2 separate regions of the Oryctolagus cuniculus genome follow, and region 2 is linked to region 1. The links are chromatin contacts, called in public Hi-C maps. All regions are on one chromosome and are shown on one strand. The core of a region is the stretch at or near the end of the contact, and the rest is flanking DNA. Distances in the headings are between cores, read along the strand shown. Region 1 holds the start of LOC100357840 (cytochrome c). Region 2 holds the start of PCDH17 (protocadherin 17).

Region 1 (5,213 bases), core at 1,600-4,099:
TTTCTAAAATTACATATTGACATTCAAAGACATCATTAGTTCATTTTTAAACAAAGATTAAAATGATTATTTGAAAAATTCATTTTTCTTTTTAAAATGATTCTTAGATTTTTTTTAATATTTTATTTATTTGAGAAGAAGAGTTACAGAAAGAGAGAGGGAGAGGCAGAGAGAAAGGTATTCTATCCAATGGTTCACTCCCCAAATGGCTGCAACGGCCGGAGCTGAAGCAATCCAAAGCCAGGAGCCAGATGCTTCTTCTGGGTCTCCCATGCAGGTGCAGGGGCCCAAGGTCTTGGGCCATCTTCTACTGCTTTCTCAGGCCATAGCAGATATGCTGGATGGGAAGAGGAGCAGCCAGGACTTGAACCGGCGCCCATATGGGATGCCGGCACCACAGGCAGAGGATTAAACTACTGCACCACAGCGTCGGCCCCAGAAAGATTATTATTCTTACTAAATGTTTTCCATCCTTGCTGTTTATCTCTTCATTATTTCATACATTCACTTAACCAATATCATATTACCATCATGGGCCAGAAGCTATGCCATGTGCTTGGAATACAAAAATGAACATGATTCCAGCCAACAAAAAATTCAGGAAATAAGTAAAGACAATAGTTTACCTTTTAGTTGATATGAACAGGGTACTAGGGTAAAAGAAAAAAAAAAAAAAAAAAAAAAAAAAAAGGAGGATACTGAATGTTGAAGAAAACAATAGACACTACAGGGAAAGACGTCCAGAAAGCCTTTCTCAAAGGAGAGAGAGATGGGAAAGAAAGCACATTGAGATACATGAGCATGGTGCCTTCAACAAAAAGAAAAAGATGGATGAGGCTGGTGCTGTGGCTTACTTGGTTAATTCACCACCTGTGGTGCCGGCACCCGACATGGGCGCCAGTTCTAGTCCCAGTTGCTCCTCTTCCAGTCCAGCTCTCTGTTGTGGCCCAGGAAGGCAGTGGAGGATGGCCCAAGTCCTTGGGCCCTGCACCCGCATGGGAGACTGCAAAGAAGCACCTGGCTCCTGGCTTCAGATCGGTGCAGTGCTGGCCATGTCGGCCATTTAGGGAGTGAACCAATGGAAGGAAGACCTTTCTCTCTGTCTCTCTCTCTCTCTCTCTCTCTCTCACTGTCTAACTCTATCTGTCAAAAAAAAAAAAAAAAGATGGATGAGGTGCAAGTGGACCACAGCAATTCCTACATGAAAAGGCCTGATGTTGGGAGGGAGGGAGGGGGTAGATAACAGAGGGTCCAGAAGGAACATTTGGGAATTTTGAGTCTGTTCACTGTCTCAACTGTACTCCATGAACAAATTCTTTCCTTTATGGGTTGCTTATTGTATGTTAGTTATACTTCAGTGAAGCTTTTTCTTTTTTTAGGGTTGATCACACTTCTAGGAATTTTGGACATTGATGTGGAAGTTTGAGGAAGCAACTGAGAGAGTTTAAAGAGCCAAAGAGGGTATCCAAGTAGTATTCTGTTCTGGATTTCACATCCCTGCAGAGACTCTCCATATAATCTAATTCAAGAATACACCAAGCAACTGCTACTTTCCATGCTCCGATTAAGAACAGAACACACCTCTATCAGTAACTGAGTCACAGGGTCTTCTTGATTTCAATCGACTTTTTTTTTTTTTTTCATGATCTATAATTCTGTTTTTAATTCTCTTAAGTCTTGTGATCACATATTTTAGAGGTTTTGTGCTGATGGTATCTCCTCTACCTTAGTCCTTCCATGAGCTGGCAAAAGCACCATTACTAAACACAAATATGCAGTAGCTCCTCAGTGTTATGTGTTTCCAAATGGCTGCTTATAGACAATCCTGAATTCTAACTCAGTCTAAGGTAGTAAAGAATTCAACAGCAAGTGTAACTTGTTACTTCACCTGGTCATGCTGACGTTCAAAGCACCTGACCTTACAGATCATCTATAAAATGTGAGAAGTGTTAAATATTCTTTATTTGATATGCATAAACCACACTAAAATGCCTTTCAGTAAGTAAAAGGCAGAAGTTTAGATACAGGAAATTCTAATGAGATTGCCACAGCTAAGACCAAAAATACGAAGTAGACGTTTCCAAATGTCTTCAGCTCTTGCCTTAGGTAGGTAAAGAACAAGGGAATCTCGTTCAGTTCTGAGACAGTGAGGCAATTTCCCCAGCATTTAAATCTAAATCCAATCTCCCAACAGGTTTTGGTATGGCATTGACAAGTTTTGTTAGTTAAGTCCAATCATATCCTTAGAAGGGGAAAACAGTGAGGGCATTCACTGAACTGGAATTACTACCAAAATTTCCTATTTAACCACACAAGGCAATATTAGACTGTTGGACAAAAATATTTTGTCAGCCATTCATGATCTGAATTCTGGTGTATGAGAATTAAATTATGGTGCACATAAAAAAAGTCACGGGACATTGCTGTTTTGTAATAAATAAGGCAGTGGCCAGCTATTACTCATTCGTAGCTTTTTTGAGATAAGCTATCAAGTCTGCCCTTTCATTCTTCTTCTTAATGCCAGCGAAGATCATTTTGGTTCCAGGGATGTATTTCTTGGGATTCTCCAAATACTCCATCAGCGTGTCCTCTCCCCAGGTGATGCCTTTGTTCTTGTTGGCGTCTGTGTAGGAGAATCCAACGGCCTGACCTGTCTTCCGCCCGAACAGACCATGGAGATTTGGTCCAGTCTTGTGCTTGCCTCCCTTTTCCACAGTGTGGCACTGGGCACATTTCTGAACAAAAATCTTCTTGCCTTTCTCAACATCACCCATTTTTAACTCGCTCGTTAGTAGCTCGCGCCCCAAAGGACCGCACTAGGAAGCTGGACGTCCCGCTCTCTAAGCCGATTTCAATCGACTTTTAAAACCAATCATCAAAATTAAAAATGGAAAAATAAGTGACAAGTAGGGAAGAAACGTGCTGATATTTACAAAGGAATGGAATATAAATTTTATGTGGATCTCCTACAAACTATACAGAAAGAAAAGGCAACAGGAAAACAAAACAGACATTAATAGGCACTTCTAAAAAGAAATACATAGCCAACAAATATATAATAAGTGTTTCAATTTCAAATTCTAAATGCCTGAAACTTTTGAATATGTTACTTTACATGACAAAAGATACACTGCACATGTGACCAAAAATCGTTGAAATGGGGAAATTATTCTGCATTATCTGGGAAGGCACAACATAATATCACCGAGTAATTCCTTTTAAGAGGGAAGCAGGAGAGAGAGGAGTCATGACAAAAGTAGAAATCAGAGTGTTACTCCACTGTGGGACAAGGAGTATGACCAGACTGTAGGCGAAAAAAGTAAGGAAACAAATTCTTCTCCTAGAGCCCCCAAAAGCAATGTAGCCTGGCTGACCCATTTTGCACTTCTGAGCCTCAGATTGTGTAAAAAAAAACAAAGTGTGTTGTTCTAAGGAGCTAAACTTGTGGTAATTTGTTATACCAGCCGTGGAAAACTAATAGAGTCCCATTTCATAAATAAGGAAACGGAGATACAAAACAACTATTCAAGATCATTGAGTTAATGAGAGGTACAGAAAAGATCTAAAGCTATCAAGATTATGCTCGTATCTGTGATACTTTGCCTACCAATACACACACAAAGATACATTCAGAATTACTAAAAAATCCCTCAGTGCTGGGAATAAGCATCCTTCATTAATACCATGATTAAGATGGAAAAAAAAAACATAATATGAGCTATGAATACAAGAATTAAACTCTTAAATACCACAACACAAAAAAATCTTTAAAATATATGGCAAAAAATTTCAGAATAATGTACTTTCTATTTATTTATTTGACAGGTAGAGTTATAGACAGTGAGAGAGAGACAGAGAGAAAGGTCTTCCTTCTGTTGGTTCACTCCCCAGATGGCCAGAGCTGCACCGATCCGTAGCCAGGAGCCAGGAGTTTTTGGAGGATAACCTAGTGCGCCATGATGTTGGCCCCCAGAATAATGTACTTTCAACATGCAGATGAATATACATACCTTAGTAAAAACAAAAATAGTATTCAAAGTGCAACAAACTGTTAAAAATGATAATTTGTTGGAATACAGAGAAGAAAGTAGGATACATAAGACTTCTGTACTATATTCAGTATTTTTATGTTATTTGAATATTTTACAACAAGAATACTGTGGTATATTTTAAAACAAGGCATTTTTAATGCAGAGATATGCATGAACTTCTTACTTTTTTTCATTAAATTAAAAGGAGGCTTCTACTACACAGTTTAAAAGTCCTGCCCTACAGTGACACCAAATGGTGGCATAACAAAATACAGCACAAGACAAGGACATTTGTTCAGTTCAATCTTCCTATAAATGTTGGATTCCTTTGAAGAACAGGCTGCTTAACTAAATTAAATAACATTGAGACAAATACTGAAAAACCTAGAATTTTTAATCAAAGAAAGTCTACTATACCAAGCTTCAAATGCAAATTTTTAGGACTCTTTCCAAATTTCAGCTAACCTTCTGATCCCATTGCATATTTACATAAATCATGTCTCACAGTTAAACCATGTCACTGTGAACACAGTGATTTTACCTAATAGCTTATTGATCAAAGACACTCTGAGAATATAAGAAATGCAGTCATACAAATAAAAGTCAGGTTCCACTCTACAGAAGCCAACCTTTGGGAAGTATGCAATATTTTTGGCAGACAGATGAGGGAAGAAAGTCAGGGCTGAAGAGACACAAGCAACTGATCCAATTAGTAACAGTTTCTAGAAGTATATTTTCATTTCTTAATCTATTAATAAAGTTAGGTTGAATTAAATAGGAGGCTCCTGCATCTCAAATGTTAACCAATTTCTCAATAGAAATTTCTGTCCTAAATTCTCCTAAGCACATTAGCAAGTTGTCTCTGTCCTCTGCTGGAGACCCAAACCAATATATAAGAATAGCATGTAAATAGTTTACTCATTACAAGCCCATTACAAATAGACAGAGAGAGCAACTTCTTCCCAGAGAACTCTTTAAAATAGAACCCCATCACTCAGCATTAAATGGCAGCTTTTCCAGGTTTTTTTTTTTTTTTTTAATTTGTATGTATCCAAAACACATACACATACACAGAGAGAGACAGATCTTCTATTGGCTGACTTACTTCCAAAATGCCTAAACATTCAGGGCTGGACCAAGCTGAAAACAAAAGTATGGAACTCCATCTTGGTCTCCTAATAG
Region 2 (5,213 bases), core at 1,646-4,145, 2.6 Mb before region 1:
TGCACACAACACACCACACACAGCACCACGCACCACACCCCCCGCACCTCGCTCGCAAAGCCGCGCGCTCTCAGGGGTTCTGCGCCCTCCCTGGCATGGGTGAGTGCGTGTGCGTGCGTGCGTGCGATCGAGTGTCTCTGTATGTGCGGGAAAGACCGCAGCTCCCTTATTCTGCAAGCACGCTGCTGCTCCTATTTCTGTGTATATCGGACAAAAAAAAATAATAAATCACTGTCAAACATTTTTTTTATTCTCTTTCCCAGAGCAAGGGAAGCGCTTTTCCCGGTCGTTAGAGACCCAAGCGAGCCGGCGGCGGGGTTGTGAGCGAACACCGCCTCCGCCGCGCCCAGGACCCCGGCCGGCGGGCTGGGCTCGCAGCTCACCGATCTAATCAATGGCTCCGGAGCGCTGCGGACTCTGGCTCCGCCCCCACCAGTCTCCTCGCCGCCTCCTATTGGGCGCGGGCCGAGGAGGCGGGGCCTTTCTCCTCGGGCGGATTGGCTGGCAGGGAATCGGTATCAATGTTTAAGCGGCGGCGTGAGGTGAATAGTCAGTCGGCGAGAGACGCTGGGGAGAGCGCCCGGCGGCTGCGGCAGCGGCCCAGGGCGGCTGAGGAGACGTTCCTCCAACTGTTGAATTGAATTTCCGCCTTTCACCCCTCCGCCGCTTCGCTTGCGGAGATGGATTTATTCGCTTTGCAATCCGCACGTTTTCCTCAGGCGTTGGGGTGATCCTGACAGGCACCAGACTGAAAGAGACCACCCGTGACAGAAAAGGAGGAATTAAAAAAAAAAAATCCTCCACAGCAGACTGCACAATTAACTATGCCCACCGATGCCGGACTTTGTGACTAGACAACACTGAGAGAGAAATCTCGAACTGTGGTGCGGGGCTAAGCTGTGAGCAATTTCTGGAAGCCTGATTTTTTTTTTCTTTTTCTGGCACTCTGAGGTGTCTCACGCCTAACCAAGAGGAAAGATTTTTTTTTTTTCAAAAACAAATAAATAAATAAGTACCTCTAGCAAAGCAGACGCCTTGTTTTCCAGCACCTCGGACTCCGGCAGAAAGAGGTAGAGTAAAAGTGCTGCTGGATTCAGCTCCGCCTTCCTCCCTCCCGCCTCTTCTCTCGCTGCCGCCGCCGCCGCCGCCGCTGCTGCTGCTTTTTTAATCCCCCAAACACGAATCTGGTTTTTTTTCTTTCTATAGAGTGAGTCAGAGAAAGCGTTAGGAAGAAGCCGCCACTGAGGTCTGTGAGGCGAGGACTGAGCCGCCGCTTCTGACTCAGCCGGCGGATCCGAACACCTGCATTTCTGGATGTGTCATTCCCCTAGGTCAAGGCGCCTCGAACACCAGAAATAACCCGCAGAGCTGGGTCCCGCGTCCCCGCCGCGGTCGCTGCCCGGGGCCGGCGCCCCCCGCGCCCCCTGCCCGCCCGAGTCGCCCAGGGCGCCTGTGTGAAAGCGAGACTGCAGGACGCACCACGCCGAACCCCGATGGGCTCCTTGCCTCCAGCCCACTCCTCCTACGATTAAAGAAAAAAAAAAAATAGAAGAAAAAAAAAAGAAAACCTGCACGCTATTCGTTTCAAATAGTCACCCCTTTTATTCGTCGCCAAGGTTTTCCTTTCTAGATGAAGAGGACGGGGAGGCTGGGCCCCTGGAAGGAGGTGCTGAATTGCAAGGAGAGAGAGGCACTTGACAGCCCAGCCCTGTGAATGCGGAGCCTGTTTCCCTTCTAGCGGAGACAGGGAGGGTGTGTGTGCGCGAGGGCTGGGAGGGGGCTCCCCCTTCCCTTCATTCGGCCGCCCCTCCCCCTGCAGATCTGCACGTCCAGCCATGAGTTGCCTGTTGATTTCCTTTCGCCTGGGAAGAACGGCAAACTGGAATTAAACTGCTTGCGGAGAAGTCCTGGCTCGCGGGGGAGAGGATGGGATGGTAGCGGCGGCGGCTGGCTCGGCGTGGAGAAATCGCAGTGTGTTCTACGAACAGAGGCGGAGAGACATCTATATATCCCCCCCCCCCCCCGCCGCCCCATATAGACGCACACAGCAAATGCTGATGAGGCTGTGGCTTTCTGGATTTTAGGGGAGAGCCTTTCCCGAGGAAGAGAGGGCGGAGCCTGGTAGGGGGAGGAAACTACACATCGGGACACTAGTTCTTTGCGCTGCATTGAGAGAGAGAGAGAGAGCGAGAAGCGAGCGAGAGGGAGAGAGAGAGAGAGATCCGCTCGGCTGGGAGATGCAGTCCGCCGCCGCCGTGGCTTCAGCCAGCAATGCAAGATTAGATCTCTAAATGCAGCAAAACACTGCCTGAACACAGACCAGCCTGCGCGGCGAGCAGACATCTCACGGCGCTCCGAGGAAGATTCAAACATACATCAGCGACTGCCGCTTCGGCGCGGCTCATTCCCATCCATTTCCATCGCGGGAGGCGAGTAACGAGCAAGGATTTCACTTTCCGATCTGCCCGCAGACACACCTCCCCGCGCCCGCCCCCACCCGATGGGAAGACTCCTCCGCAGGCTGTCGGCGGGAGAGGGTCGGCGGCGCCCCAGCGGGAGCGAGCAAAGCCCACCGCGCCTTCCGCTCCTTCTCAGCCCTCCCAGCCTCGATTCCCTTCTGATCGCCGTCCTCATCGCGCAAGTTTGAGCCTCCCGAAGTCCGAGCGGCAGAGACAAAGCCCCGGGCTCGCCCCCCAAGCCGCAGGGAGCCGCCGCCGCCTCGCTCCAAGCCCCCTGCAGCTTCATTGCACCGCCGCTCTCGGCCAGTGCGGATGCTGTAGATCAACAGGTTCGGGGAACTTGAGCGGAATAAGGAGAGACTCTGCCTGGTGCCGCAGCCCGGGGTGCGGAAGGAAGAAGGAAGGACCCACAGACTCCGGGCTCGCCTCGCCCGGGGCCCCCGAGGCTGGCGCGCACCCCCACAGGCTCGCCCCTCCAAGTCCGGCTGCTCCTGCCCGCACCCCACCGATCTGGGATGTACCTTTCCATCTGTTGCTGCTTCTTGCTATGGGCCCCTGCCCTGACGCTCAAAAACCTCAACTACTCCGTGCCCGAGGAGCAAGGGGCCGGCACAGTGATCGGCAACATCGGCAAGGATGCCCGACTGCAGCCCGGGCTAACGCCGGCTGACCGCGGCGGCGGCGGCGGCGGCAGCGGCGGGCGCAGCAAGTCGGGCAGCTACCGGGTGCTGGAGAACTCGGCGCCGCACCTGCTGGACGTGGACGCAGATAGCGGGCTCCTGTACACCAAGCAGCGCATCGACCGCGAGTCCCTGTGCCGCCACAACGCCAGGTGCCAGCTGTCTCTCGAGGTGTTCGCCAACGACAAGGAGATCTGCATGATCAAGGTGGAGATCCAGGACATCAACGACAATGCTCCGTCCTTCCCGTCGGACCAGATCGAGATGGACATCTCGGAGAACGCGGCCCCCGGCACCCGCTTCCCGCTCACCAGCGCCCACGACCCGGACGCGGGCGAAAACGGGCTCCGCACCTACCTGCTCACGCGCGACGACCACGGCCTCTTCGCCCTGGACGTCAAGGCCCGCGGCGACGGCACCAAGTTCCCGGAGCTGGTCATTCAGAAGGCCCTGGACCGCGAGCAGCAGAGCCACCACACGCTGGTGCTGACCGCCCTGGACGGCGGCGAGCCGCCGCGCTCCGCCACCATGCAGATCAACGTGAAGGTGATAGACTCCAACGACAACAGCCCGGTCTTCGAAGCGCCCTCCTACCTGGTGGAACTGCCTGAGAACGCTCCGCTGGGCACCGTGGTCATCGATCTGAACGCCACGGACGCCGACGAGGGCCCCAACGGCGAAGTGCTCTACTCTTTCAGCAGCTACGTCCCCGACCGCGTGCGGGAGCTCTTCTCCATCGACCCCAAGACCGGCCTCATCCGCGTGAAGGGCAACCTGGACTACGAGGAGAACGGGATGCTGGAGATCGACGTGCAGGCCAGAGACCTGGGGCCGAACCCCATCCCAGCCCACTGCAAAGTCACGGTCAAGCTCCTCGACCGCAACGACAACGCGCCGTCCATCGGTTTCGTCTCCGTCCGCCAGGGGGCGCTCAGCGAGGCAGCCCCGCCCGGCACGGTCATCGCCCTGGTGCGGGTCACCGACCGGGACTCGGGCAAGAACGGGCAGCTGCAGTGTCGGGTGCTGGGCGGCGGAGGGACCGGCGGCGGCGGCGGCGGCGGCCTGGGCGGGCCCGGGGGTCCCGTCCCCTTCAAGCTGGAGGAGAACTATGACAACTTCTACACAGTGGTGACTGACCGCCCGCTGGACCGGGAGACCCAGGACGAGTACAACGTGACCATCGTGGCTCGGGACGGGGGCTCGCCTCCGCTCAACTCCACCAAGTCGTTCTCGGTCAAGATCCTGGACGAGAACGACAACCCGCCTCGGTTCACCAAGGGGCTCTACGTGCTGCAGGTGCACGAGAACAACATTCCCGGGGAATACCTAGGCTCCGTGCTCGCCCAGGATCCCGACCTGGGCCAGAACGGTACGGTGTCCTATTCCATCCTGCCCTCGCACATCGGCGACGTGTCCATCTACACCTACGTGTCCGTCAACCCCACCAACGGGGCCATCTACGCCCTGCGCTCCTTCAACTACGAGCAGACCAAGGCCTTTGAGTTCAAGGTGCTCGCCAAGGACTCGGGGGCGCCCGCGCACCTGGAAAGCAACGCCACGGTGAGGGTGACCGTGCTGGACGTGAATGACAACGCGCCCGTGATCGTGTTGCCCACGCTGCAGAACGACACGGCCGAACTGCAGGTGCCGCGCAACGCCGGCCTGGGCTACCTGGTGAGCACCGTGCGCGCGCTGGACAGCGATTTTGGCGAGAGCGGGCGCCTCACCTACGAGATCGTGGACGGCAACGACGACCACCTGTTCGAGATCGACCCGTCCAGCGGCGAGATCCGCACGCTGCACCCCTTCTGGGAAGATGTGACGCCGGTGGTGGAGCTGGTGGTGAAAGTGACGGACCACGGCAAGCCCACCCTGTCCGCAGTGGCCAAGCTCATCATCCGCTCGGTGAGCGGCTCCCTGCCCGAGGGGGTGCCCCGGGTGAACGGCGAGCAGCACCACTGGGACATGTCGCTGCCGCTCATCGTGACTCTGAGCACCATCTCCATCATCCTCCTAGCGGCCATGATCACCATCGCCGTCAAGTGCAAGCGCGAGAACAAGGAGATCCGCACTT

Evidence for each region. Hi-C and Micro-C count contacts between places; a contact is called where the count stands out from the background.
Region 2: a contact with region 1 is called in a Hi-C map of an unstated tissue, with 5 times the contacts expected there. The contact joins the promoter of PCDH17 here to the promoter of LOC100357840 in region 1. A contact is called at or near these places in 2 of 6 Hi-C or Micro-C datasets (embryonic fibroblasts and an unstated tissue).

Annotation. Positions count from the first base shown.
Region 1 is chr9:52,833,513-52,838,725 of mOryCun1.1, reverse strand. It overlaps LOC100357840 (cytochrome c), which reads right to left and starts at 2,849. Exons shown (of 1, transcript XM_008262288.4): 1 at 1,939-2,849. The coding sequence starts at 2,774. The coding sequence ends at 2,457. All of the region lies in intron 19 of DIAPH3 (diaphanous related formin 3), which reads right to left.
Region 2 is chr9:55,415,962-55,421,174 of mOryCun1.1, reverse strand. PCDH17 (protocadherin 17) reads left to right here and starts at 2,895. Exons shown (of 4, transcript XM_070048407.1): 1 at 2,895-5,213. The coding sequence starts at 2,975.